Linked DNA regions of Mus musculus: regions 1, 2, 4 and 5 are each linked to region 3. The links are chromatin contacts, called in public HiChIP or PLAC-seq and promoter capture Hi-C maps. All regions are on one chromosome and are shown on one strand. Each heading gives the region's core, a stretch centred on a gene start, on an enhancer-like site or on the middle of the called end of the contact. The rest is flanking DNA. Distances are from core to core; before and after follow the strand shown. Region 1 overlaps Ern1 (endoplasmic reticulum (ER) to nucleus signalling 1). Region 2 holds the start of Icam2 (intercellular adhesion molecule 2). Region 3 holds the start of Milr1 (mast cell immunoglobulin like receptor 1). Region 4 overlaps Scn4a (sodium channel, voltage-gated, type IV, alpha). Region 5 holds the start of 1810010H24Rik (RIKEN cDNA 1810010H24 gene).

What was found. Promoter capture Hi-C pulls out the DNA fragments that hold promoters and counts their contacts. HiChIP or PLAC-seq counts read pairs in DNA pulled down with a chosen protein or histone mark. Capture Hi-C pulls out chosen DNA fragments and counts their contacts.
Region 1: an H3K4me3 HiChIP or PLAC-seq map of the SCID.adh cell line shows a contact between it and region 3, with 13 read pairs. The contact joins the enhancer-like site here to the promoter of Milr1 in region 3. A contact is called at or near these places in 11 of 39 promoter capture datasets (the 3T3-L1 cell line, 3T3-L1-derived adipocytes, the C10 cell line and 7 more), 30 of 484 Hi-C or Micro-C datasets (the AtT-20 cell line, CD4 T cells, the CH12 cell line and 18 more), 5 of 115 datasets of contacts at active chromatin or transcription factors (the 230-238 cell line, the SCID.adh cell line, bone marrow-derived macrophages and 1 more) and 3 of 9 other capture datasets (adipose tissue, liver and macrophages).
Region 2: a promoter capture Hi-C map of pancreatic islet shows a contact between it and region 3. The contact joins the promoter of Icam2 here to the promoter of Milr1 in region 3. A contact is called at or near these places in 23 of 39 promoter capture datasets (the 3T3-L1 cell line, 3T3-L1-derived adipocytes, the C10 cell line and 15 more), 2 of 15 datasets of contacts at CTCF or cohesin (pro-B cells and stem cell-derived epiblast-like cells), 3 of 484 Hi-C or Micro-C datasets (B cells, the G1E-ER4 cell line and the N1E-115 cell line), 6 of 115 datasets of contacts at active chromatin or transcription factors (the SCID.adh cell line, T-cell acute lymphoblastic leukemia, double positive thymocytes and 2 more) and 3 of 9 other capture datasets (adipose tissue, liver and pancreatic islet).
Region 4: a promoter capture Hi-C map of liver shows a contact between it and region 3, with 5 times the contacts expected there. The contact joins the enhancer-like site here to the promoter of Milr1 in region 3. A contact is called at or near these places in 12 of 39 promoter capture datasets (the 3T3-L1 cell line, the C10 cell line, cranial neural crest and 6 more), 1 of 15 datasets of contacts at CTCF or cohesin (large pre-B cells), 8 of 484 Hi-C or Micro-C datasets (B cells, cerebellum, cortical neurons and 3 more), 4 of 115 datasets of contacts at active chromatin or transcription factors (bone marrow-derived macrophages, large pre-B cells and regulatory T cell precursor) and 4 of 9 other capture datasets (adipose tissue, embryonic stem cells, liver and 1 more).
Region 5: a contact with region 3 is called in a promoter capture Hi-C map of pre-B cells. The contact joins the promoter of 1810010H24Rik here to the promoter of Milr1 in region 3. A contact is called at or near these places in 8 of 39 promoter capture datasets (the C10 cell line, the HPC-7 cell line, fetal liver and 4 more), 1 of 484 Hi-C or Micro-C datasets (CD4 T cells), 6 of 115 datasets of contacts at active chromatin or transcription factors (the 230-238 cell line, the SCID.adh cell line, effector CD8 T cells and 3 more) and 1 of 9 other capture datasets (adipose tissue).

Annotation. Positions count from the first base shown.
Region 1 is chr11:106,436,354-106,441,023 of GRCm38.p6, reverse strand. Ern1 (endoplasmic reticulum (ER) to nucleus signalling 1) reads left to right here. Exons shown (of 22, transcript NM_023913.2): 3 at 3,901-3,934. Among named protein-coding and RNA genes, the nearest start is that of Ern1, 49 kb to the left of the region's middle. Within about 2 kb of position 2,028, at least 74 of the 459 cell types and tissues checked have an H3K27ac peak or open chromatin away from gene starts, as enhancers often do. A contact at or near this core is called in the AtT-20 cell line, the HPC-7 cell line, the N1E-115 cell line and 4 more, where this site is marked.
Region 2 is chr11:106,380,460-106,385,255 of GRCm38.p6, reverse strand. It overlaps Icam2 (intercellular adhesion molecule 2), which reads left to right and starts at 2,475. Exons shown (of 4, transcript NM_010494.2): 1 at 2,475-2,826; 2 at 4,317-4,589. The coding sequence starts at 2,772.
Region 3 is chr11:106,748,296-106,753,242 of GRCm38.p6, reverse strand. Milr1 (mast cell immunoglobulin like receptor 1) reads right to left here and starts at 2,017. Exons shown (of 7, transcript NM_001033435.3): 1 at 1,854-2,017; 2 at 1,568-1,609. The coding sequence starts at 1,959.
Region 4 is chr11:106,322,794-106,327,450 of GRCm38.p6, reverse strand. It overlaps Scn4a (sodium channel, voltage-gated, type IV, alpha), which reads left to right. Exons shown (of 24, transcript NM_133199.2): 17 at 572-745; 18 at 1,198-1,320; 19 at 2,726-3,004; 20 at 3,190-3,243; 21 at 3,438-3,575; 22 at 4,559-4,657. Among named protein-coding and RNA genes, the nearest start is that of Cd79b, 11 kb to the right of the region's middle. Within about 2 kb of position 2,415, at least 48 of the 459 cell types and tissues checked have an H3K27ac peak or open chromatin away from gene starts, as enhancers often do. A contact at or near this core is called in B cells, pre-B cells and pro-B cells, where this site is marked.
Region 5 is chr11:107,023,822-107,028,277 of GRCm38.p6, reverse strand. 1810010H24Rik (RIKEN cDNA 1810010H24 gene) reads right to left here and starts at 2,409. Exons shown (of 4, transcript NM_001372502.1): 1 at 2,309-2,409; 2 at 10-468. The coding sequence starts at 2,384.

The sequences.
Region 1 (4,670 bases), core at 779-3,278, 310 kb after region 3:
ATGATGGCTCACAACCATCTGTAATGGAATCTATGCCCTCTTCTGGTGTGTCTGAAGAGAGCAATAGTGTACTCATCATATACATAAAATAAATAAATAAATCTTGAAAAAAGAATATATTATATGAAAAAAACCTATTTTCAAAATAAACAAAAAAATATAGTGTACTCAAGAAGCCAGTCTCCGGTGAAAGATGGAGGGAATAATTTGTAGGGTAGAGGCTGAGGTGCTGGTAGCACCTAGTACAAATGTCCAGTTGATTCTGAGAAAATAGCTCCAAGTAGGGACCTAGGCCACCCCCCACCTTGTAGTTAGGGCTGGTTATAGATGCCCCTCCAGATGGAGCAAGACAGTACTCTGTCTGTCGGAGATGGGGACATTTTTACACTTCTGCCCTGATGAGCTCAGATGAGAAAGTATGGGCATCTGCTCTCCCAGTCCTGTCTCTGGTTAACCAGGGAGAGTAGATTAGCACAGTGTGGTAGCAGTGCCACCTGCCCTGGCCCAGGATGGAGTTTGATCCTTCCAGGGCAGCAGTGAGCAGGCTGGTTTCTTCCCAGGGTAACCTTGGGAGAGACCCAGCATTGTTTTCAGTGCTATTTTCCCAAAGCGTTACCTCATCTTTTCCTTGAGTTATACCCACTTAACCCTCCTTTTAAAAAATCATTATTATTATTTCTGTAAGTAAAACAGCTCAGTGAGGTTGGTATTTACCCTTCCTTACCTGGCCTGTGTTGCAGGAGTGTTTGCTTACAGCCCTGGAGTTGCCCAGGGTTTCTTTTCACCAGCTGACACTTGTAAGCAAGTATCATGCCTGATGTATAGTTGTCATTAGTAAATCAAAAACCACTTTCCATGTTGATCTTTCATCACATCACGGTTTCAAGTCATGTTTATTTTTGTTTTTGTTGAGGGTCACAAAAGTGTTCATCTTTAACCTTTATTAATGTAGGAAATTCCAAGCATATATACAAAAAATAGTGAAAAGACTGTGTGTCCCTGATTCTGTTTCTAACAAGTTACTAGCACTCTGCCACTTTGTGCTAATCTGCCCCATACACAACTCTTTTCTGTATTATTTTCGAGCAAATCTTGGATTCTCCTTGCACCAGATAAGGTCTCACTAGCCCAGGCTGGCCTTGAACTTTGAAATCTCCTGCCTCATGCTTCCAAGTGCTAGAACTCCATGCATATATTACCATGCCTGGCTATCAGATTGTTCTTTAAGAAGAGAAGGATCTGTAGAACAGGCTGCTGTTACCCCTCAGAAGCTGAGTCGCATATCGCTTGCTTCTGTCAGAGGTGTCTTAATAAATGAGTTTTTAATCTGGTCTATACCTTAGCAGAAACGTGTCCAGGTACCCTGTTATTCTGAGTATATAGCAAGTGTAAAGGAAACCACATGGCCACACCCCTAAAGTTTATCTTTTCCTTAGAAAGCAAGAATATTCCTTTATCACTGATGTTGTTGGTAGAGGGACACTGATGTTGTTGGCAGAGGGAACCTTGTGTTTTCCACTGATATTCTGTATCTTATGGTGCAGGCCTCAAAAAATAAATAAATAAATAAAATCAAAGAGCCAGTAGATAAGCCATAAAAAGCTAGGAAAATCTGCCTCTGAAGTCCATGAGACTGAGCAGACATTGTACAGCAAAGATCAAATTATGAGCAGGAATTCAAACACTTTAACATCCATGTCTTATTTTTATATTTGCTAGGTTTTAGCAGTACCTCTGCCCTCTGTTTTACCTGTGGCACCATTAAGTGGCTGAAGTGAGCAAAAAAGATGGCTTTTTACAGTGTTGTGCTTTCTTTGGAGTCTGACATTCTTGCTTTTGCTGGCTTGTGTGGCTTGCCTGGCTTTGAGGCTGAGTTGGAGATGCTGGGCCCTAATTGCACCTTGCCTGCTTTATTTCAGTTGAGTGAGTGTCGTATGCCTTTATTTCCTGTCTCTTGCATCAGTCTGTTTGTGAGAGTGTACTGAGAGGTGATTAATGGGAAAGATAAACATGTGCTTACTGACTGAAAGTTCACCCTGTTTCCTGTGAGTCCTTTGCTTTAGTGAATTTGTTTGCTACCTGCACAGCACATCTGGTGTGTGTCTCTGTTGTAAGCACAGGCAGTATATGATAAGGCTTGAAAGACTACTTCACAGGCGAGTCCCAAGTGACAAGAAGATCAGACAGCAGTCTGTCACCATGAGCCTCCTGAGTCTAGAACTCTGCATACAAAATCTTGCTAAAACGTTTTCCTCTCTTCTGCTCTATAGCTGTGGGCATTTGTTGGCAGTGCTGCCTCACTGTGCAGCCTCTTCCCTGAGGTCTTCAGATGTGGCAGCCTGCTCCTGCTACTCAGGCCCTCTCCACACTGTCCATCCCAGCCAATCAGCAGCCTGGTCTTCCGTTATGCCCAGGAGAAGAATTTGGCCAGAGTTTACTGCTGTAAACAGAGAAGGGAAAAAACAAAAAACAAAACAAAACAAACAAACAAACAAACAAAAAACCAAACCTCCATTTCTTTCTAATTGAAAAAGTAAAATCCAATCTTGTAGAAAATTTGAGAAAAATAAAAAAAGTGAAATTTGGTCATACTTTTAAAAAGAAGATCATTAGACTTTGGATCTTTCCATGTAGTGTTTTTCTGTTGTGCTGAAGGTTTTCTGTATTGTTACATTATAACCTATGTAGATGTGCCTTTTACCTGACTACATGACTGCAGAAGCAAAAAAAATTGTATATGCTTAAAACTTAGGCTTATTAGCACTGGGCCTGGTAGTGTAGAACTTGAATCCCAGCACTCAGGAGGTAGAGGCAGCCATTTCTGTAAGTTCAAGGCCAGCCAGAGCTAGTCAGACCTTGTCTCAAAACAAAATAAAAAAACCAACAAAAAGAAACATTTTATTAGACTTCTTAAGAGGCCTTAATTTTCCACCAAACAGATAATTTAACCATATCAAAGAATTTATAATGCTATTGTGAACATCTTTGTGCAAATAGCTTTTCTTGTATTTTATACTATTTTAAGCTAGATTTTATAGAAATACAATTAGTGGATCAAAGAAAATCATTACCTGAAGCCAGTAGGATTGCCATAAGCTCCGCAAGAGCATTTATTATCCAGTTAGCATCAGTTATGAAGTGTGGTGTTTCCTAATGGAAGGTATCCCAACAAAAAAACTAATGATTCAGTGTTTAGAAATTCCTGTGGTGGGGACTGGAGAGATGGCTCCAGATGGGTTAAGAACACTAGCTGCTCTTGTAGAGGACCTGGCATTAATACCCAACATGCATATGGCATTTCACAACCGTCTGTAACTCCACTGCCAGGCTTCCAATGCCCTCTTCTGGCCTCTGCAGACACTTTTTATGTACATGGCACAGAGACATACATGTGGGCAAAACATTCATGTATAAAATAAAAGTAAATATTTAAAAATTTTTATTAGATTTATTTTGTGCATGAATGTTTTACCTGTGTGTGTGTGTGTGTGTGTGTGTGTGTGTGTGTGTGTGTGTGTGTACACACACCATGTATGCTTGGTGCCCTCAGAAGTTAGAAGAGGGCATCAGTTCACCTTGAATTGGAGTTATAGATGGCTGTGAGGTGCCATGTGGGTTCTGGGAATCTAACCTGGGTCCTCTGCAGTAGCAACAAATGCTTAGAGCCACCCAACCATCTCTCCGGCCCACTATGTACCTTAGACTGTACTATGTACACTTAGTAAGAATTGTAAGCACGTACCTTTGTGCCTCTGTGTGTTTCCTGAAATGTCCTCACATGACTTACACAGTGGAGGTCAGCTTTAGTTGTTGGTACATCTTGTAAGTTGGTCCTGGAAAACCTCCAGGGCCCTGACATTTCCGAGCCCTTCTGATGATGCTTCTTGTTCTTTTGCACAGATCCAGTCCTGCAGGTCCCAACACACGTGGAAGAGTGAGTTTCCTTTTCTCCTCAGTATTTCCTTCTGACTTACCGTCTTATTTAGTTGCTGGGTACAAATATATGCACAAGTTTAAACTGTAACAAGAATTTTTGACACATAAAAATTCTCCATGTAGTATGATAGAAGCCTCTGTTCCTTGGTAAAGAAGAGGACAGTCATGTTAAAAAGGTTTGCGAGCCGGGCATGGTAGCGCACGCCTTTAATCCCAGCACCCTGTCTCGACACCCCCCCCCCCCCAAAAAAAAGGTTTGATTGAAATGGGACTTCTTGTCTTGTTTTTTGTTTTTCTTGAGACCTGGCTATCCTGGAGCTCACTATGTAGACCAGACTGGCCTCAAACTCACAGAGATCTACCTGCCTCTGCCTTCCTAGCACTGTGATTAAAGGTATGTGCCACAATGCCCAGTGACTTGAGATAGAACTTAAATTGAGTTTTGAACTGAACTTCTAAAGTCCAGTTCTCTTTTTAGGGTTTTTTATTTTTTTATTTTTTTATTTTTTTTGGTTTTTTGAGACAGGGTTTCTCTGTGTATGTAGCCTTGGCTGTCCTGGAACTCACTTAGTAGACCAGGCTGGCCTCGAACTCAGAAATCCGCCTGCCTCTGCCTCCTGAGTGCTGGGATTAAAGGCGTGTGTCACCATGCCCGGCTCCCGGTTCTCTCTCTCTCTCTCTTTTTTTTTTTTGTTTTTTGTTTTTTGTTTTTTGTTTTTTTGAGATAGGGTTTC
Region 2 (4,796 bases), core at 1,226-3,725, 370 kb after region 3:
CCCAGGTTTATTTTTATTCTATTTGGTTTTATCTCATTCATTTGTTTATGGGTTGGTTGGTTTTGTTTGTTTGTTTGTTTGTTTGGAGACAGGATTTCTTTGTGTGGCCCTGGCTGTCCTAGAACTTGCTCTGTTGACCAGGGTGGCCTCGAACTCAGAGATCTGCCTGCCTCTGCCTCCTAGGTACTGGGATTAAAGGTACGCAGGGCCATCGCCTGGCTTATTTTTCTTTTTTAGTGGTGGTACTATACATAAAAGGGATGCTCTGTGCCCATTCGTTTATTTATTTGCAGCCAATCACGTTCACATTGTTCTGCATGTTATATTTGGACCAATCTTACAAAATGAAGCTATCCCTAAGACACCTCCCACTTCCCTTCCCAGCCCCAGCAGCCCCCCTCTCCTTCTGGGGTGTGATCAGTCTCTATATAGCCCTCTCTATTTCCATGGTTGTTCTGATGATAGTTACTTGCTTTCTTTTTGAGCCCTGTCTGGAAGTTTCCTCTGGCCTTGCATGTCCCTCCCAAAGGTCTTGGGAGAACCTGATCCTCACAATGGCTTCCTTTGAGCTTTCTCAGCTACCATAGCTGCCTGCCACTCATAGGGACTTCACCTTTCCCACGGTATGTGACCTTGGTGGAGCCACTTAGCCTCTCTGTGCCTCAGTTTCTCCTTCTAGGAGATGAGAACAGTAGTCATAGTTGAGCTTGTAGAATTCAGGAGTAAGCAGGTCATATTTAGGGAGCGCATTGACAGTGACCAGCCTGACGTAGGTATAGTCACCTGCTCCAAGACAACACTCTCATCCATGACAGGCCACATGTACGTACAATAGAGGTCCCAGAAGATTACACTGGAGCTACAAAAGTCATACCACATAGAGGCCTTATAGCCATCACAGCCCGGTGACAACATTGAATGCATCACTCCCAGATTCTCCTGGTGGTGTTAGTGTGCTACTGTGGTGCAGCTGTGTTCAAGTATAACACGTCTAACTATGTACAGGACGGTAGTGTCCTGTACCGTCTAGGTTTGTGTGGACACACTGTGGTGCTCACACCACCTGATGACAAAGTTCTCTGAACGTGAACTGCAAAGCGAGCTCTAGGCCAGTGTGGACCACTTAGCGGGGTGGGAAAAACACCAAGAGTCTAGGGATGCAGCTCTTGGCATGTGTCTAGCATGCATGAAGCCGTAGCGACTCAGTCACCAACACCCCTCCAAAAATGAAAAGACAACTCCTTCCCTGCCTAAGTGGTGTCTGTTTGTCTGCCCATTTGTGTTGCTGTATTATTATCACATTATTATTTATTATTATTATTATTATTACCCAGAGAAGGCCAACCCCCACCTTATCACCCAAAACCCTTGAAGCCCTCCAGTCCCCTGTTCTCAGGACTCTATCAGCCTAATGTGTGATCAGATACTCCCACCCTCCCCCCACCCTTCCCCCACCCTCCCCCCACTCTACCCCACCCCACTTCTCCCTTCTCCCTCTTTTCTCTCCTTACCTGGTCTTCGCTTTCTGGTGGAATCTCAAAGCCCAACAGCCTCATGTGGGGACTTCCCTTGATCCAGGCTGATAACATCTGCACTAGATAGCTATATACAACAGCCACTACTCAGCACTGTGGGAAGGACAGGATGTCACAGGGTCACTGGCTGAGCCATTGAGGCTTCCTCTACTTGAAATCTGGAGGACACAATGGACTGGGAGCTGGTCCTGCAGGTGGCTTCCTGAGCTCCAATAATGAGCCCTCAAAACCCTGGGGCTTCCTTTGGATAGGCCCTTTCTGGGATTCTACCGAGAAAGCAAGGAGGCCTGCTTTTGCCCTGCCTATCCCCCAGGTTCTAAGACAGAACTAAGACAGTAAGGTTGACTAAATATGGTGAACACAGTGCCTCCTGGGAAGGCCGTGTATCCAAAGTTCTCTGCCTGTGGTGAAGTGTGCCCGGAAGGAAGGCTAGGAAGACCAAGGTCCTGCCTGAAGTAAGGAGATGCACAGGAAAGCACTAACTGACAAGGCCAGGAAAGAGTCTAGGGTTTGGGAATAGGTTGTAGGCACTGTTTCCTGACCTCCTGGGCCCCAGGAGACGACTGTGGGCTGCCCTTTTGCAATCTCTGAGCCCTGTGTTGGCTGAATTAGGGCTAGGCTTCTGCTGGAAACTAAATGAGACATTGAGACATGCAGATATACGCAGGGCATTAGCAAGAGATTACTATGTGACTGCGTTCTAACTTTGGATATCATCTTTCCAGAGATGACGCCAACCGAGGCCTGGTAGAATTCAGAGTTCCCCTGATCTGAATCTTGGAGACCTCACTCTGCCCAATGTACAGTTAAAGAAATTCCATGTACACTCCCCCCACCCACACACAAAACACGTAAGTGCATGCAAGCTTGCACACATTCATGCATGCACACACACTTCCTGCATGTGATTTCCCATTGCTTTCCTATCCCCGCACAGGGAGCATGCAACGTGAGAGAACCCTGTTACACCCCTGCTTATCTGCTGCTTCCTGGCTTCCTCTGCATGAATTCTTGAGGCCCTAAAGGCTTGGGAGCTGGTCTGTGCATATTGTTTCCTGATCTCAGATAATTAGAGGAAATGAGCTCACTGGCACAGAGGAGATTGTGGATTTCAGTTGGGAGCGCCAGGCTTCACTCCCCGACCTGTAGCAGACATCTCTCCCTAACCCTCCAGGCAGCCGTCAGCTGTGCCCCTGAAGCCCATAGACTCCACAGACCCCACAGACCCCACCTGAGATGTCTTCTTTTGCTTGCTGGAGCCTGTCTCTTCTTATCCTGTTCTACAGCCCAGGTAAGCCAGCTCCCAGGGGTTTCAGCACATGGCATCTTAGGGTGGGAAGTACTAATACTCCTCAGGCATCGGGGTGGGGGAAGGGGACATCCTGGCCACAGAGGCCTCTCCACCATAGGTAAAGAAGACTGTGTCAGCCTGGCTTTGGTTTCTCATGGCCCCAGGCTAAGGACTAGGATCAAGGCCTTTTGGATACTAGAGGGAACAAACTCAGAGATCTGGGAATGTCGATGAAACATTCATCAATGAATGTTGATGTGACAGGCTACCGACGTTGGGGGTGGTGGACAGTGGGTAAATGGGAGACTCCAGAAGGAATGCCAGGGGCTAAGCGGAGATGAGGCAGCATGCCAAAGGGGCCTAGTGGACAGCAGAGGGCAGCCGATGATACTGTGCTCACTGGCAGAACAAAATGAAAATGAAAGCTGTTTCAGTGGGTCAAGGAGACCTGGAAGGACACAGCCTCTACGTGCTGAGTGTCCTATGTCTTAGACAACCTGCCAAACGCTTCCAAGCCTAATTGCACTCAGGACCCAGGGGAGGGCACATGATCCCTTTTAACAAGTGAAGAAACTGAGGCTCACAGAAAGAATATATATAACCAACGTTGAAAGTTCAAGTCCAGCACTATCTACATGGAAAGCCCCTCCTTTGCCGCTGAATTGAATGTCACTAGCTGATGGCTGAGTGGGGAGGGAGAAAGACAAGCCATGTGTAGGGACCCTGCTAGCCAGGATCCAGGACCATCGTGGTCCTCACAGAGTGGAGGTGAATACCGAGGGCCCCATTGTCTTACACCAGGTACATCCCAAATGTCTGTCCTGCATAGAGCTGTGTAGTCACCATAAAGAGAAACATGGGAAACTCAGGCCCAGCCTAAATGTCCTGGCTCCAACGATGTCTACAGAGCATCAACATAAATTATGAGCTTTATGCAACAGGTCCTTTTGATGGTGGCCTGTTGCTTTTCTGGTCTTATTTCCACCATTCCTCTTCCTTGCTAAGGTTTGGTCATCTCCGTTCTCCATTGCTTCATGAACGCATGCTCCCGATGGCAGGTCTGCGAGCCAGCGGCTCCGTTTATCTGCAAGGTGCTCCCACAGCGCATGAAAGGTTCTCTACCTCCCTCTGTCTTTGCTTCAACATCTCTTATTAGCTACGTTATTAAAAATGGAGTCCCTCCACTACCTCTACTCTCTTTCCCTGGAGCTTTGCCGCCACCCAGAGGGCATCCTGTCAGTTTTCGATGGTGATGTGAGCTCAGAGTTTACCTCCATTCTCAGAGGTGTCTTCATGACAGAGGGAACATTGTACGGGAGCTTAAGGAAGCCGAAAGTAGGCTTGAGGAAGACTGACCTAGGGCTGACTGATAAAGGGACTGGAGGAAAGGGGCCAACCAAAGGTGACCTGTCTCCTTGGGCCACTGGTAATAGAGAGCCCCAAGGACAGGCATCAGAGACGTCTGCTGCCAAGTGCTTTTGGTTTTACAGGGTCTGGTGAGAAGGCCTTTGAGGTCTACATATGGTCCGAGAAGCAGATAGTAGAAGCCACAGAGTCTTGGAAAATCAACTGCAGCACCAACTGCGCAGCCCCAGACATGGGCGGCCTGGAGACGCCCACGAATAAAATAATGTTGGAAGAGCATCCTCAAGGGAAGTGGAAACAGTTCTTAGTCTCAAACGTCTCCAAAGACACGGTCTTCTTTTGCCATTTCACGTGTTCGGGAAAGCAGCACTCGGAGAGTCTCAACATCAGGGTGTACCGTGAGTGTCTATGCTGGGGGCTCTACTCCCCAGTACAGTGCCCATGTCTACTACTACTGCTACTGCTGCAACTACCGCTACTACCACCACCACTACCACCACCACCACCACCACTACTACTACTACACACTAACTGCTCAGTGACTTCTCCTGGGTCTTCTCATCATGGGATTCATCTCCTTTGGCTCCTGAGCTACAAGCAGGACA
Region 3 (4,947 bases), core at 768-3,267:
TATCGTTTGCTTTTTCCCAGATAAAAATTCCTTTATTGCACATCGGTCTCTATGTTTTTGTTTGACTTTGACACTGGATTTAACTTCCCATTTGCACTGCTTTTCAGGTAAGACCTGCCAACTTTTCTTATCATCGATTTTACTTCCTATAAGCCAGGGGCAGACCTGTAGCTTGGAGTCTTTCATTAAGTAACCAACCTTAATTCAGATCCTGTGACACATCCTTTTCTGCTCTCCTGCTGGGAAGCCCCTGCTTCCCCAGGGTCTTTCTTTCTCCTGTAATTTCAGGACTTGGGGGATGGAGGCAGATGGATGAAGAATTCAAGGTCAGTCTATGCTGACCTAGTGAGTTCTAGGCCAGCCTGGGCTACGTGAGATTGCCTTCAGTAAGGCCTGGTAAAACTCCTTAAATTCTGTCTGCTATGGCTTTGGTATCCAGTCTGTGAGCTGGTATACATACATACTCATGTGTATGTTTACTGTAAGATATGTAATATATGCTCTGAGAGTTAATATTACATTTAAAATTGGAATAAAAGAACTCATGTTTACTGACTGCTGGCTATCAAGAGAAATCAGGACTGCTTGGAAAATCACAGCCAAGAGAAGCAACATAGCTGGTGAATTTATTGCTATTCAATAAACTCTGACACCACAGACCGACGCAAAGATGTCCATCTAGACTGCTCCACTGTGTGCTCTCCCACACTCAGGACTTAACAGGCTGAAGCAGAAGGATTCTCATGAGTTCAGCATCAGCTTCGGCTACATAGTGAGTGCTAGGCTATGTAGCAAGATCTTATCACCAACAGTCCACAGAAAGAAGCTGCCTGCTTCGGGATGGGGAGGGGAGGGGAGGGAAGACAGGCTGGGTTGCACACAACAGCACTTTCAACTTTATGTGGTTAGCTTACACGGAAGGACCGATGTGCCGCAAAGACTGCAGAGGAACCAGGATTGGGGCCACCCCTTCTCACCGATGAAAGAAACCACCCTCAAAAGTCATTAGTTTGTGTGCCCGGCTTGCCAGCTGGGCAGCAGCAAGCCAGGCTCAGCAGCAAAGCACTCTGACTCCACAGTAGAGCTCTACCTAGGCATAGTACTAGTTGCCTGAATTAATTTAAAAGGGGTTTGAGTGGGCATGGTGGGCTGGGTCCCAGCATTTGAGAGTTTAGGAGTTAGTCTAGTTTAGCCTTGGCCACGTAATAGAGTTTGAGGCCAGCCTGACCTACATGAGGCTCAGCCTCAAAAGTAAATAAATTAATAAAAATTTACAAAAATCACGGGAGGGTTTTCTAGCTAAAAGTGATAACAAAGGAAGTTTGGAGGTTTTCATGGTAAAAAACAATCTCAGATTTTGCCCGGCCAAGTTTCAGGTGGAAAAACAAAATTGCTACAATTAATGCCCTCTCTAAACCTCAGCTCATTGGCCTCCTAGCAGATAATAGAAAGGCTTTGCTCTTGGTTGCCGATCTAAAAACACAGAAATCCCAGTAAGTGAACGCTCATGTTCAGAGTCAGCTATCTGACCATTTTGATGCCCATACTTTCAGGAAATGAAACTTACCGTTATTTTCCACCCTCGTACAATCCACTGCAGCATTCTGAACTGAAAGAGAAAATGGAAGATTAGAGAAAAAAAACCTCATTTCCCATGTGATTATTTTGAGAGATGATTCTTGTTTGTTTTTTCGTCTTTGACTTTTCAAGACAGGGTCTCTCTAGGTAGCCCTGGCTGGCCATGAACTCTGTGTAGATCAGGCTGGCTCCACAGAGATCCACCTGCCTTTGCTCCACCAAGTGCTGGCCCCCCCGTCCCAGAGTCAATTCTTAAAATATCGAATCAGGCTTACGTGTGATAGAAATTGTAAGAGCCCAAAGTAACAGTTTGTCCAGCCAGCATCTTATTCCCTTGAATGAAACGGCAGAGAGGCACATTGGCGAGTCACCATCGCCCATGGTTAATTGAGTTACTACAGAATGGGGCTCGGCTTCTGAGATTCCTCTTCCCAACCACACACAGGAAATGAGAGGATTTAGACAAGTTTACTCAACAGGACCTATGACTCGTTGGTTTAACTGTCCTTCATATTACTGGAACAGCTGCTCAGACCGCAAGGTCTCCTATCTCACTTAGAGCTGCTGCTTGGTGATAACGGATCTTTCTTTTTTTTCCCCCTTCTTTCCCCCTTTTTTCCCCTTCCCTTTCACTCCGGCCCATAGGTTTTTTTATTTGTTTTTCATTACAGATAGTTGTGAGCCACCATGTGGTTGCTGGGATTTGAACTCATGACCTCCAGAAGAGCAGTCAGTGCTCTTAACCACTGAGCCATCTCACTCACCAGCCCCGATAATGGATCTTTTATATTCTCTCTCTCTCTCTCTCTCTCTCTCTCTCTCTCTCTCTCTCTCTCTCTTCCTCCCCCTCACCCTCCCCCTCTCCCCCCCCCATCTCCCTTCCCCCTCCTAAAAGAAAAATGAAAAATGCCTCTGACAAGTAAGCCCTACTCTCCAGAGCACAGAGAACTTCCTGGCGTGCTGTCGGCCGTTGTTCATTTAAGATTACAAGTCCTTTGTTTGCTTCTTTAGACAAGCTTGGTTGCCCCATCTGCACAGGATGTGTTTGATCGAATGTAGGCTGGAGGTACATAAGCAGAGAGTATGCCAGGATGTTTGCTTGCTCCTGATTGGACAAAGGTGGAAAGTATGTAGCCTTTTGGGGTTTGCCTTTCTTTATAAACCTCCGATTAATGTACCTTGGTGACATACTCCCGGAATCCTGAGGATGGATTGTCTTAGCCAGCATAGCAATTTGGCTCAAAAACTGTGATAGTGTTCTTACTTTCACCCAATGGGATCAACACTTTCACACCACACACGCACACACGCACACACACGCGCGCACACACACACACACTTCCTAGCTGCCTATGAGGTGAGAGACAGGTTCCAGATGTATAAGGTACATCTTCTATACATGCAGCCTGAAGGTAATTGGAGGAGGGATTCAGAGAGTCCTTTGGCACACTCTTCTCAGGTCGGCGTATTCAGACCAGAACCTCAGCAACATTGCTCTCAGCTCCTCTCATCACCTCTGGAGGTAAGTCACACCAGGCTGCTCTGTAAGACCTTCCGGCCACCCTCCTGCCTCTCTAGCATCTTGCTTGGTAGATGATGTCTTCTTGGGTTTGGTTTGCAAATATTTTATTGAGTATTTTTACATCAATGTTCATAAGGGAAATTAGTCTGAAGTTCTCTTTTTTTTAATACTTGTTTATTTATTTATTATATGTAAGTACACTGTAGCTTGTCTTCAGACACTCCAGAAGTGGGAGTCAGATCTCGTTACGGATGGTTGTGAGCCACCATGTGGTTGCTGGGATTTGAACTCCGGACCTTCGGAAGAGCAGTCGGGTGCTTTTACCCACTGAGCCATCTCTTCAGCCCCTTAAGTTCTCTTTCTTTGTTAAGTCTTTGTGTGGTTCAGGATGTCTGTGGCCTCATAGAATGAGTTTAGCAATGTTCCTTCTGTTTTTATTTTGTGGACTAATTTAAGGAGTATTGGCATTAGCTCTTCTTTAAAAGTCTGGTAGAATTCTTCGCTAAAACCTTCTGGCCCTGGGCATTTTTTGGTTGGGAGAGTTTTAATGACTGCTTCTATTTCTTTAGGGGTTATAGGGATGTTTAAATATTTACCTGATCTTGATTTAACTTTGGTACTTAGTATTTGTCGACAAAATCATCCATTCCTTTTAGATTTTCCAGTTTTGTGAAGTGCAGGCTTTTGAAGACCTAGTGAATCTTTGAACTTCCCCAGAGTCCTTATGTCTCCCTTTTTATCTCTGATTGTCTTAATTTTGGTACTGTCTCTCTGCCCTCTCTGCCTATTAGTGTGGCTAAGTGTTTGTCTATCTTGTTTGTCTTTCTTGGTTTTGTTGATTCTTTGTACTGTTTGTTTCTAATTGAACAATTTCAGGTCCGAGTTTCATCATCTCCAGCTATCTACTCCTTTTGGGTGTGTTTGCTTACTTTTGTTCTAGAGCTTTCAGGTGTACTTTTAATTTGTATGAGAATTCTCCAACTTCTTTTTTTTTTTAAAGATTTTTAATTTATTATTATATGTAAGTACACTGTAGCTGTCTTCAGACACATCAGAAGAGGGAGTCAAATCTTGTTACAGATGGTTGTGAGCCACCATGTGGTTGCTGGGATTTGAACTCTGGACCTTCGGAAGAGCAGTCGGGTGCTCTTACCCACTGAGCCATCTCACCAGCCCCTCCAACTTCTTTATGAAGGCACTTGATACTATGAACTTTCCTCTTAGAACTGCTTTCATTGTGTCCCATAACTTTGAGTATGTTGTGTCCTCATTTTTACTGAACTCTAGAAAGTCTTTAATTTCTTTCTTTCTTTCTTCCCTGATCTAGTGACCACTGAGGAGAGAGTTGTTCAGTTTCCATGAATATGTTGGCTTTCTGTTGTTTCCATTGTTGTTGAAGTACAGTTTTAATCCATGCTGATCTGATAAAATGCAAGGGTTTTTTTCAATCTTCTTGTTTCTGTTGAGGCTTGCTTTATGAGTGAGTATATGGCCAATTTTAGAGAAGGTTCTGTGAGTTGCTGAAAAGAAGGTATATTTTTTTTATGTTTGGGTGAAATGTTAGATCCATTTGTACCATAACTTCTGTTAACTTCATTATTTCTCTGTCTAGTTTCTGTCTCAATGACCTGTTCATTGGTGAGAGTATGGTGTTGAAGTGTATGCTTCAATGTGTGATTTAAGCTTTAGTAATAGGGCATAGATATTCAGAATTGAGATGTCCTCTTGGAGGATTTTTCCTTTGATGAGTATGAAGTGTCCTTACCTGTCTCTTTTGATTACTTTTGGTTGAAAGTCTATTTTATTAGATATTAGAATAGCTACTCCAGCTTGTTTCTTGGGTCTAT
Region 4 (4,657 bases), core at 1,166-3,665, 430 kb after region 3:
CTTCCATATCATGTCTTTCTCAATTGTTCTCCATCTTTTGCATTAAGGCAGGGTTTCTCACTGAACTCAGAGCTCGATGTTTGGGCTGTTTAAGGGATTCCCTGTCTCTGTCTCCTGTAAGCCTGGGGTTTCAGGCAGGCTGCTGCTGCCACCCGGCTTCCATACAGGTTCTGGGGATCCAAACTTCAGCTCTCATGCTTGCACGACAGATAAGGCATTTCCCCACTCAACGTCAGTTTCTTAAAGTAAAAGATTGGTCCCTTTGTTTTGAAAACCCTGTCCCCTCAGCCAATAGGAAGGTAGGTGGGCCCTGGGAATTTGGAGTTAAGGGCGGTCAGAACTGAAGATAACGTTATTGTGGACCCCCAGCAGAGAGTTGAGAGCTAAGCCTCCTTCCCTACCAGGCATCTTGCCCCTCCCCCTCCTGATGATAGGGCTGGGAATGGAAGATTCCCAGAGGTGCTACAGCCTATGTCCCGTGAAACCAGCAACAGCAGGCAGGATGGGGAACAGAGCTTGCTGCCCCAGCTGCTGAGCCCCTGGTCATTGTGGGTTATACTGGTGTCCCCAGGCCTTCGAGGACATCTACATTGAACAGCGGCGAGTCATCCAAACCATCCTGGAATATGCTGACAAGGTCTTCACCTACATCTTCATCCTGGAGATGCTGCTAAAGTGGGTGGCCTACGGCTTCAAGGTGTACTTCACCAACGCCTGGTGCTGGCTCGACTTCCTCATTGTGGATGTGAGTCTCCTGGATCTGGCCACACAGCCGGATGTCATGGCCTTTAGATAACCCAGGCTCTGGGAGGTAGGACCTATCTGAATCTACACAGTCAGACCTCCCAGGTTAGCACTGCTCCCTATAGACCAGCCTCTTCCTTCCCAGACATGACAGCCCAGACCTGGAGCCTTATGCTCCCTGCCAGTGTAATTCTTATATGCTCTTTGATAGATACACGGAACCTGAGGAGATGGGTACTGTCCTTCCCAATTATGGTTGTAGGTGACATCATTGAGGTGAACCCTGGTCCTACAGGTGCTAGAGGCCACAAGCCTACTCTTCCCAGAAGACAGGATTATCCATCAGGGATGGGGTCTACAGGAGACACACAGAAACTGGGGTATCTCTCTCATGTGTCCCAGGCTAGAAGAAAGCCAGGGACCCTCCACCTCCTGAGCATGCACTTCTTCCAGGTCTCCATCATCAGTCTGGTGGCTAACTGGCTGGGCTACTCTGAGCTGGGGCCCATCAAATCCCTGCGCACGCTCCGGGCCCTGCGACCTCTGAGGGCACTGTCCCGATTTGAAGGCATGAGGGTGAGTAGTGGATAGAGGAACACTGAGGTTTAGGGCTGTGACCTATCTCCAGGTAACCCCATTCCCACCCCAGGTTCTAGTAGATTCTAAACTTAACTCTGCTACCACTGGAGGGCAGCAGAGGCTGCTGCAGTGGCCTGGAAGGCTTGAGGCAAGACCAGGAAGAAAGATCTACCTGCTGGTTCATGGGGGCTCCCAACTCAGATTGGGGGCCCCCCATAGGGCCCTGTAACATGAGCACGTGAACAAGTATTTCTGTCTGCTTCAGTTCTGAGCCTGTCCCTCTTGAGCATGGAATCATGTCCTTGGGTTCGGGGGCACTTTAGAAAAGATCCCCAAAGGCCTGTGAGAGAGGAAATAACAGGTAAACACAGGGCACGACCAGTGGGACTTCCCCCACTGACAGGAGATGAGACTCATTCCAGGGCAGCAGCAGGCTCAGACTAAGCACCCTGCCCTTCCTAGTTTATGTAAGATGCTGGCCTAAGGCTAGGCCCCCAGTCCTGGTGCTGAGACCTCTGCCCACTAATAATCTGCTCAGAGCCAACTGAGTGATTTGAAGAAACACAGCACCCCCTCGCCCCCACCCCTGCTCCTGCCACCAACTCTGTCCAGAGGTCATGACATAGCCCTTACTTAAAAGGAAACTACTCAGGCTAGGGTAAGCTCTGATGGTCGAGTGCTTATCTGGCATGCAGTAAGCTCAGGACAACCCCCTGAGATTCATACATGAGGTGTGGTGGCACACACCCTCTGACCCCAGCGCTCAGGAGGCGGTGGCAAAAACTTGAGGTCTCCCTCAGCTATATGGCAAGTTCAAGTCCAGCGTAGGATATACGAGACCCGGTCTCAAAAGGCCTAAAGAAGGATCGTGGCGGTTCTCAGATCCAGCCAAGACTAACGCAGCATGGTAGGCCTGTATGGCTGGGGCTGGTGAGGGTCAGGAACCTGATCCTGAATCCTGTTGCTTCACAGATCTAGGTGGTTTCTTTTTTAGGCCATTTCTGTGTCTCTCACAGAAGCAGTGAGCCAAGCCGGGTCACAGCCGGGTCACGTGGGCTGAGTTTCCTATGGGGGCTGAGAAAGCAATGTTTGTCTTGTGCTTTGTGATCCATGACCTGGGCTGCTTCCAGAGAAGCCTGGCCCCTTTACTCTGCCTTAATGACTCCAGCCAAGCAGAGAGCCTTTCTAGAAGACCAGCATGGTAGCTTCTAATCCTACCATTTACCCTACACACAGAGACCCCAGCAGACTCCTCTCACACCCAGGCTGGCTAACACTGCCCCTTTCTGAGTGGCAGTGCTTAGCTCCTGCATGGTCCCCTAGCTGATCTTAGCTGGGAGCCCCCTGTCAGATGCCAGGGAGTGGCTCTAGCAATGACCCCAACCACCACCCTGGCCCCTAGGTGGTGGTGAACGCCCTTCTGGGAGCCATCCCTTCCATCATGAACGTGCTCCTTGTCTGCCTCATCTTCTGGCTCATCTTCAGCATCATGGGGGTCAACTTGTTTGCTGGAAAGTTCTACTACTGCATCAACACAACCACCTCCGAGAGATTCGACATCTCTGTGGTCAACAACAAGTCCGAGTGTGAGAGCCTCATGTACACCGGCCAGGTCCGCTGGATGAACGTCAAGGTCAACTATGACAACGTGGGTCTCGGCTACCTCTCTCTTCTTCAGGTGGTGAGTGGCACCCACTGAGCCTACTCAGAAATGGGTAGAAGTGCCTGGTTGTGCCTCATCGGATCAGAACCCAGTGGGGTGGCAGGTGGTCTCGGGGGCAGGCTTGATCAGGGAAGTGGGGGAAGAACATGAATGGTGGTGTGTGGTGGAGCCCCTCCCCCTCATGCCCTGCCGTGATCTCTCAGGCCACTTTCAAGGGTTGGATGGACATCATGTATGCAGCTGTGGACTCCCGGGAGGTGAGTGGGGTCACTGAGTTGGTAAGTTGGAGGAGCAGCAATAGCGGTCCATTCTGTCCTCCCCACTCTCACCTGACACCTTCACCCCACCACACTATCTCCTTGGAAGACCAGCAGCCTGGGGAGGAGGGGCATCCTCCTCACAGTACTATGGGGATCAAAGAGAAACTCCATGTGTGTACCCCATCCTGCAGAAAGAGGAGCAGCCAGACTACGAGGTGAACCTCTACATGTACCTTTACTTCGTCATCTTTATCATCTTCGGCTCCTTCTTCACCCTCAATCTCTTCATTGGCGTCATCATTGACAACTTCAACCAACAGAAGAAGAAGATGAGTATCTGGCCCTCTCCAAAGGCTCCCTGCCCCCATCCATCTATTCTTTCCTAGAGGCAGGAGCTGCCTGGGCAGCCCCAAGCAGTCACTGACCTAGATGCCTGGGGCAGCAAGCATGGATGGAAAATCTCACTAGGGACTGAGTAGGGGCTTGACCCCGTGAGCCTCATTTTTTTGATCTGTAAAATGAGATTGATGTAGAGACAGACATGGTAATACACCTGGAATTTTATCACTAACATATCTGAGACAGTAAGTTCATAAGTTGTAGGACAGCCTAGGCTATATAGTGTGTATTTGAGGCCAGCCTAGGCTGTAAAGAAAGACCCTATCTCAATAACAATAAATGAAACTATGAAGATACAGACTAAGGACTCATTAGTGAAGCACTGGTAGAATTTAACCTGAAACTGGGAAATTGACCTGAAACAACCCTCTTTGCCCCTTACCCATTGTCGTCGTTGTCTTCTTCTTCTTCTTCTTCTTCTTCTCCTCTTCCTCCTCCTCCTCCCTTCCTCCTCCTCCTCCTCCCTTCCTCCTCCTCCTCCTCCTCCTCCTCCTCTTCCTCCTTCTTCTCTCTCTCTCTCTCTCTCTCTCTCTCTCTCTCTCTCTCTCTGTTGTTGTCGGGTTTTTTGTTTGTTTGGTTGCTTGGTTGGTTTTGGTTTTTTGAGACAGGGTTTCTCTGGGTAACCCTGGCTGTCCTGAAACTCACTCTGTAGTCCAGGCTAGCCTCAAACTCTGCCTCCCAAGTGCTGGGATTAAAAGCATGCGCCACCACTGCCTGACTCATCCCCTCCCCCACTTCTGCAGGCCCAGTTTCTCCATTATTTGCTGCTCTACCTGGTCCCTCCAAAGCTCTGTCTCCCCAATCAGACACCTTTTCAAGGGTAACGCCACCTTCAAGGTGGTGTTTGAAGTAGGGGGTCCTGGAAGCAGGGAAAGGAACCCAACTCAGTCTTACTGTCTCTGTCCTACTATACTTTGGAGGGAAAGACATCTTCATGACAGAGGAACAGAAGAAATACTACAATGCGATGAAGAAGCTTGGCTCCAAGAAGCCCCAGAAGCCAATCCCCCGG
Region 5 (4,456 bases), core at 1,160-3,659, 270 kb before region 3:
CGCGCTCACCGAATTCGCTGGCGCAATAGGCCTCCCACTCGTCCGCGTCCGCGCTGCAGGCGCGCGCGCAGGACTGAGTCTCTGGCTCCCTGTCCTCCGGCGACAGCGCCTGCGGGGTCCCAGAGGGCTGCGCTGCTGCGCGCGGCCGGTTCGGGTGGGCGGGGCTGGCGGCGCGCGCGCCCGGAGGTCGCACGGCCCGAGAGAGCGCGCGCCGCGGAGAGTCCTCGGGCGGGGACGCGCGGTTCTCCGCCTGCGCGAGGCGCGGGCCCGGAAGCGCCGCGGGCGCGTGCACTGCATCCCGGAAGCCGGCGCGGTTGTCGGCGGGCGGCGCGGTCTTCCGGCGCCGGGGGTCGGGCCAGGCGCGCGGTCCTGCGTAGGCGGCACGCGGGCGGCGCGAGAACTCGGGCAGCGGCTGCGCGCGTGGCCCTGGAGTCTCCCGGGAGTCGGGCTTTCGGTGCGGCGGCGGGGCTGCGGGAGAAAGCGAGGCGTGAGCCCAGGGGAGGCGCGAGGGGAGCAGAGGGGCGTCGGAGCGAGCACCTGCTGTAGCTCTACACGAAAGGACCATTGCCTGTAGCACCAGGCTTCGGCAGGAGGCTGGCTGCGAGTTCGAGGAAGCCTAGACTACGGAGTCAAACTATCCTAAGAATAAACAAGTAAATCCAACATTAGTACTAAGAGGACATTATATTGTTAAGAAACTTTAACTATAGCTTTTCAAAGTACGGTCTTCTATTTATTCTAGAGCCAAACAGTTCAGGTGGCATTGGTTAAACACCTATACCCTACGCGCGCGCGCGCACACACACACACACACACAGAGAGAGAGAGAGAGAGAGGGAGAGAGAGAGAGAGAGAGAGAGAGAGAGAGAGAGAGAGAGAGAGAGAGAGAGAGAGAGAGAGAGAGTTTGTTGAGAAAGTACCAATAGCAAGTCCCGAGGGGAAACGTCTCGAGTTACAGGTTTCTCCTAATTGTTTAAGCGCCCCTGACGACAGAACTATTTGGTTTTCCCATCCGTGTTTACACTGTCATCTCGGCAAGGCAGCATCAAGAATTTGTGAGTGGATTTTTTTATCTGGCTTCTTGGACACCACTTAGTAGTAAACAACAGCTTAGAAGGGGTTTTTAAAGCTTGGCTGGGAGGCAGAGGCCCCTGAGTAATTATAAAAGCATTACCCCTCCCCATTAGGAAATCTCCCGAATATCAATACACCTTTTTAAATTTTATTAATGATTTTCTTCAGCTCTGCATACAGGTTGGAGCACAGCTTCAAGTCTGGGCAACTTTGCATGTCCAGGGATGCAATCTCACCACCTCCCAGTGCTCCTTCAGCCAAGCACAGCCCCACAACCTACTTTCCCTCGTTTGCATTAAAGAGCTTGTTGTGCCCCTTGCAGCCTTGACAGCACTTCCTTTATAATGATGCATCTTGCCAAATGAATAATCTTAAAAAATCAGCTTTCTCCCAGCAGGAATGGTTAGTTACACAGTTTGTGTTTTTGCAAAGCCATTGGATCTGACTCCCTCCCTATGTTAAACCTGCACACCATGCATAGCCGATAGATAAAGTTCTGGTGGCTATCCAACTCCTGTCAACTGTTGACCTCAGCTGCTTCCCCTCTAGACCACCATCTGTTGTCATGGAAAAGATGGTCTAATGTGGAGTTAAATGCCAATGAAGTCGTTCAATTTCCGTGTGGAACAACAACAATAAAATGACCTAAAATAAATTGCCCAGTTAGGTGTGGAAGCTATTATTCCCAGAGACAGTAAGATGAGCAAAATATCCTAACAATAGCAAAACAAAAACACCACCTGGCCAAGACTGCCTGATTTGTGTGTGTGTGTGTGTGTGTGTGTGTGTGAGAGAGAGAGAGAGAGAGAGAGAGAGAGAGAGTGTTATCAAGGTTCAGGTATACCAGAGGCTATACCAGAGCTGCGAGAGAGGAGTAGAATGCCCAGAGTTGTCGCACCATTGCTGGCCTGTGTCACCATCCCAAGCCTGGGAGCCTGTCCACAGCGCGCCGCGACCCCTTTTGACACTTTCCCTCCTCCGGATGCAGCTATTTAACATGCAAAGTTTTCTCCAGCTTGCCTGGCTCGCACGAGATCATTTCAGCAGCTGAACCCGTCTTTCCTTCTGAAAAGGCTGCCAAGGGACATGAAATATTGGGAGACCCTTGTCGCTGCTTTCTGGCACGCACGCAGACCCGGAGTCGCCTGTCCCGCAGGCTCTGACCCTTGGCTCGTCCCGCCCTGCGTCTCGCCCCTTTCCCAATCCCTGGGGCGCTGCATTTTAGCGACCTCACCTTTTCTCTCCGCCACCGGGGCTTCGGGGGACCATCCGACGATCAAACAGAGAAGCCAGAGGGCTCGAGCTGTCATTTTTGTAGACAGGGTTCCCCAGGCTGGAAAACGCAGCGAGGGCTTTGGCTCGCTTCCTCTCCCCCCACACACACCCCCACCCCCGTTCATGCTAATGAGGGGCAGCCTTTGGGGAAACGAGCATAGCTGGCTGCACAGACCATTGAAACAAAACGGAGCGGCGGGGATCTCTCCCTCTTTCCGAGGGGGGTCGGATGTGTGGTCCGGACTGGGCTCTGTGGGCCAGGAGAACAGCACGGCCTTGAGCTCTTGCTCCGGGTGGGTGGTGTGCTTGGGGTGAGGTGACAGGCTAGGGGAGAGTGAGGGTTTTGAGGGGGCTGAAGGAACGCGAGTGATGAAATCAACAACAAATAAATTAGCGCTTAGAATAGCTTGAGCTTGTTGAGGGGAGGGGACTCCGGATGACAAAAAAACGCATTCCAGGACCTGTGAGGCAATTGCCTGACAAACCAAGTTTGGCAAAGCTGTTTGACTGTATATGCAATCTTGATATTCTAGAGTCAGAAACGGGCCGGGGGGTCGGGGGGGGGGGTGTGAGCAAATTTTTTTTTTCTTGACAGCCCTCTCCTCTGCCCCCTTCCCATTCTCCTTCCCTCTTTTCTCCCTCCACCCATCCATTGATAACTAGTATTCAGTTGGCCACATTCACCAAGTGTATACTGAATGCCTAAAGATTGGCAAACCACCTTTCCAATGCTGGGGGCATCTCACTGCTTGGGAACAGGCAGTTTTTATTGTGTCTAAGAAAAGCAAACTCCTTTGCTGCTTATGTTCAGCTTCCTGACACAGCATCACAGCTCGATCGGTCCTGAGGGAAAGGCTTTTCCACTCAGATGAAATAAAACCGTCATTTGTCAAGGGGTGGGGGTGGGGAGATTAGGGTATCATTTCTCCAGAACAGGTCTGAAGCCTCGGGACTAATTCTCGGTCCACAGCTTCAAACCCAAACAGATGCACGAAGGCGCGAATGGCTTGGTGTGAGGTACACAGAGTTGCTGAGGAAGCCTCAGGGTTCTGCGTCACTGATCCAGGGGCCTGACGCTAGAGTGCTGGTGGACTGAGTAGAGTCTTGGGGGTCTCAGAAACTACAGAGTGGGAACACTCAGGCAGACAGAGGCAGGTCTCCATCTTCTGAAGAGACTAGGAGGCAGACTAGGTACACAGACCCATCAGTTTGTTCTCTGAGGTAGGAGTTATGGCTCAACTGGCTCAACTTCAGCTGCCCGAAGAATAACATGAGGGATGTAACTCAGTCAGTAAAATGCCTGCCTTAGAGGCAGGAAGTGCCGGATTGGATTGCTTGCACTTCATACATGAGGAGTGGTGGAGCCTATAACCCCAACCCGCTGAGGCAGAGTGAGGAAGATGGGTTTAAGGACATCCTCAGCCGCACAGAGATCTATCTCAGGCCAGCCTGGGACACAGGGGGCCTTGTCTCAAAAGTATTCACAGTATATAGTCACAGCTGGTGTCTCCAAAGAAGCAAGGGCTGTTTTTAAAAAAAACAAAAACAAAAACAAACCCAGAGCTGGAGAACTGGCTCGTGGGCTAAGAGCAGTGACTGCTTCTGCAGGACTACATTCAGTTCCCAGATGGCCACGAAACAACCTTGCTCCATTTCCAGGGGCCCCGATGCGTCTGACCATCTCAGGCTCCCGCTCACAGGCACTGCACTCCCATACAGGCAGGCACACACACACACTTCCATGTAAACTTAAATGAATATTTTTAAACAACAATATCAACCGACCAGACCCCCCCCCCTCAGAACTCCCATGGACTAAGCCATCAACACAGAAGTACACATGGCTCCAGCTGCATATGTAGCAGAGAATGGCCCTGTCATGCATCATTGGGAGGAGAGGTCCTTGGTCCTATGAAGGTTCGATAGATACCCGAGTGTAGGGGAATCGAGGGTGGAGAGGTGGGAGTGAGTGTGTGGGTGGGTGAAGGAACGCCTCATAGAAGCAGGGGGAGGGAAGATGAGATGGGGGTTTCTGGGAGGGAGGGAAACCAGGAAAGGGGATAACATCTGAAATGTAAGTAAAGAAAATATCCAATAAGAAAAGAAA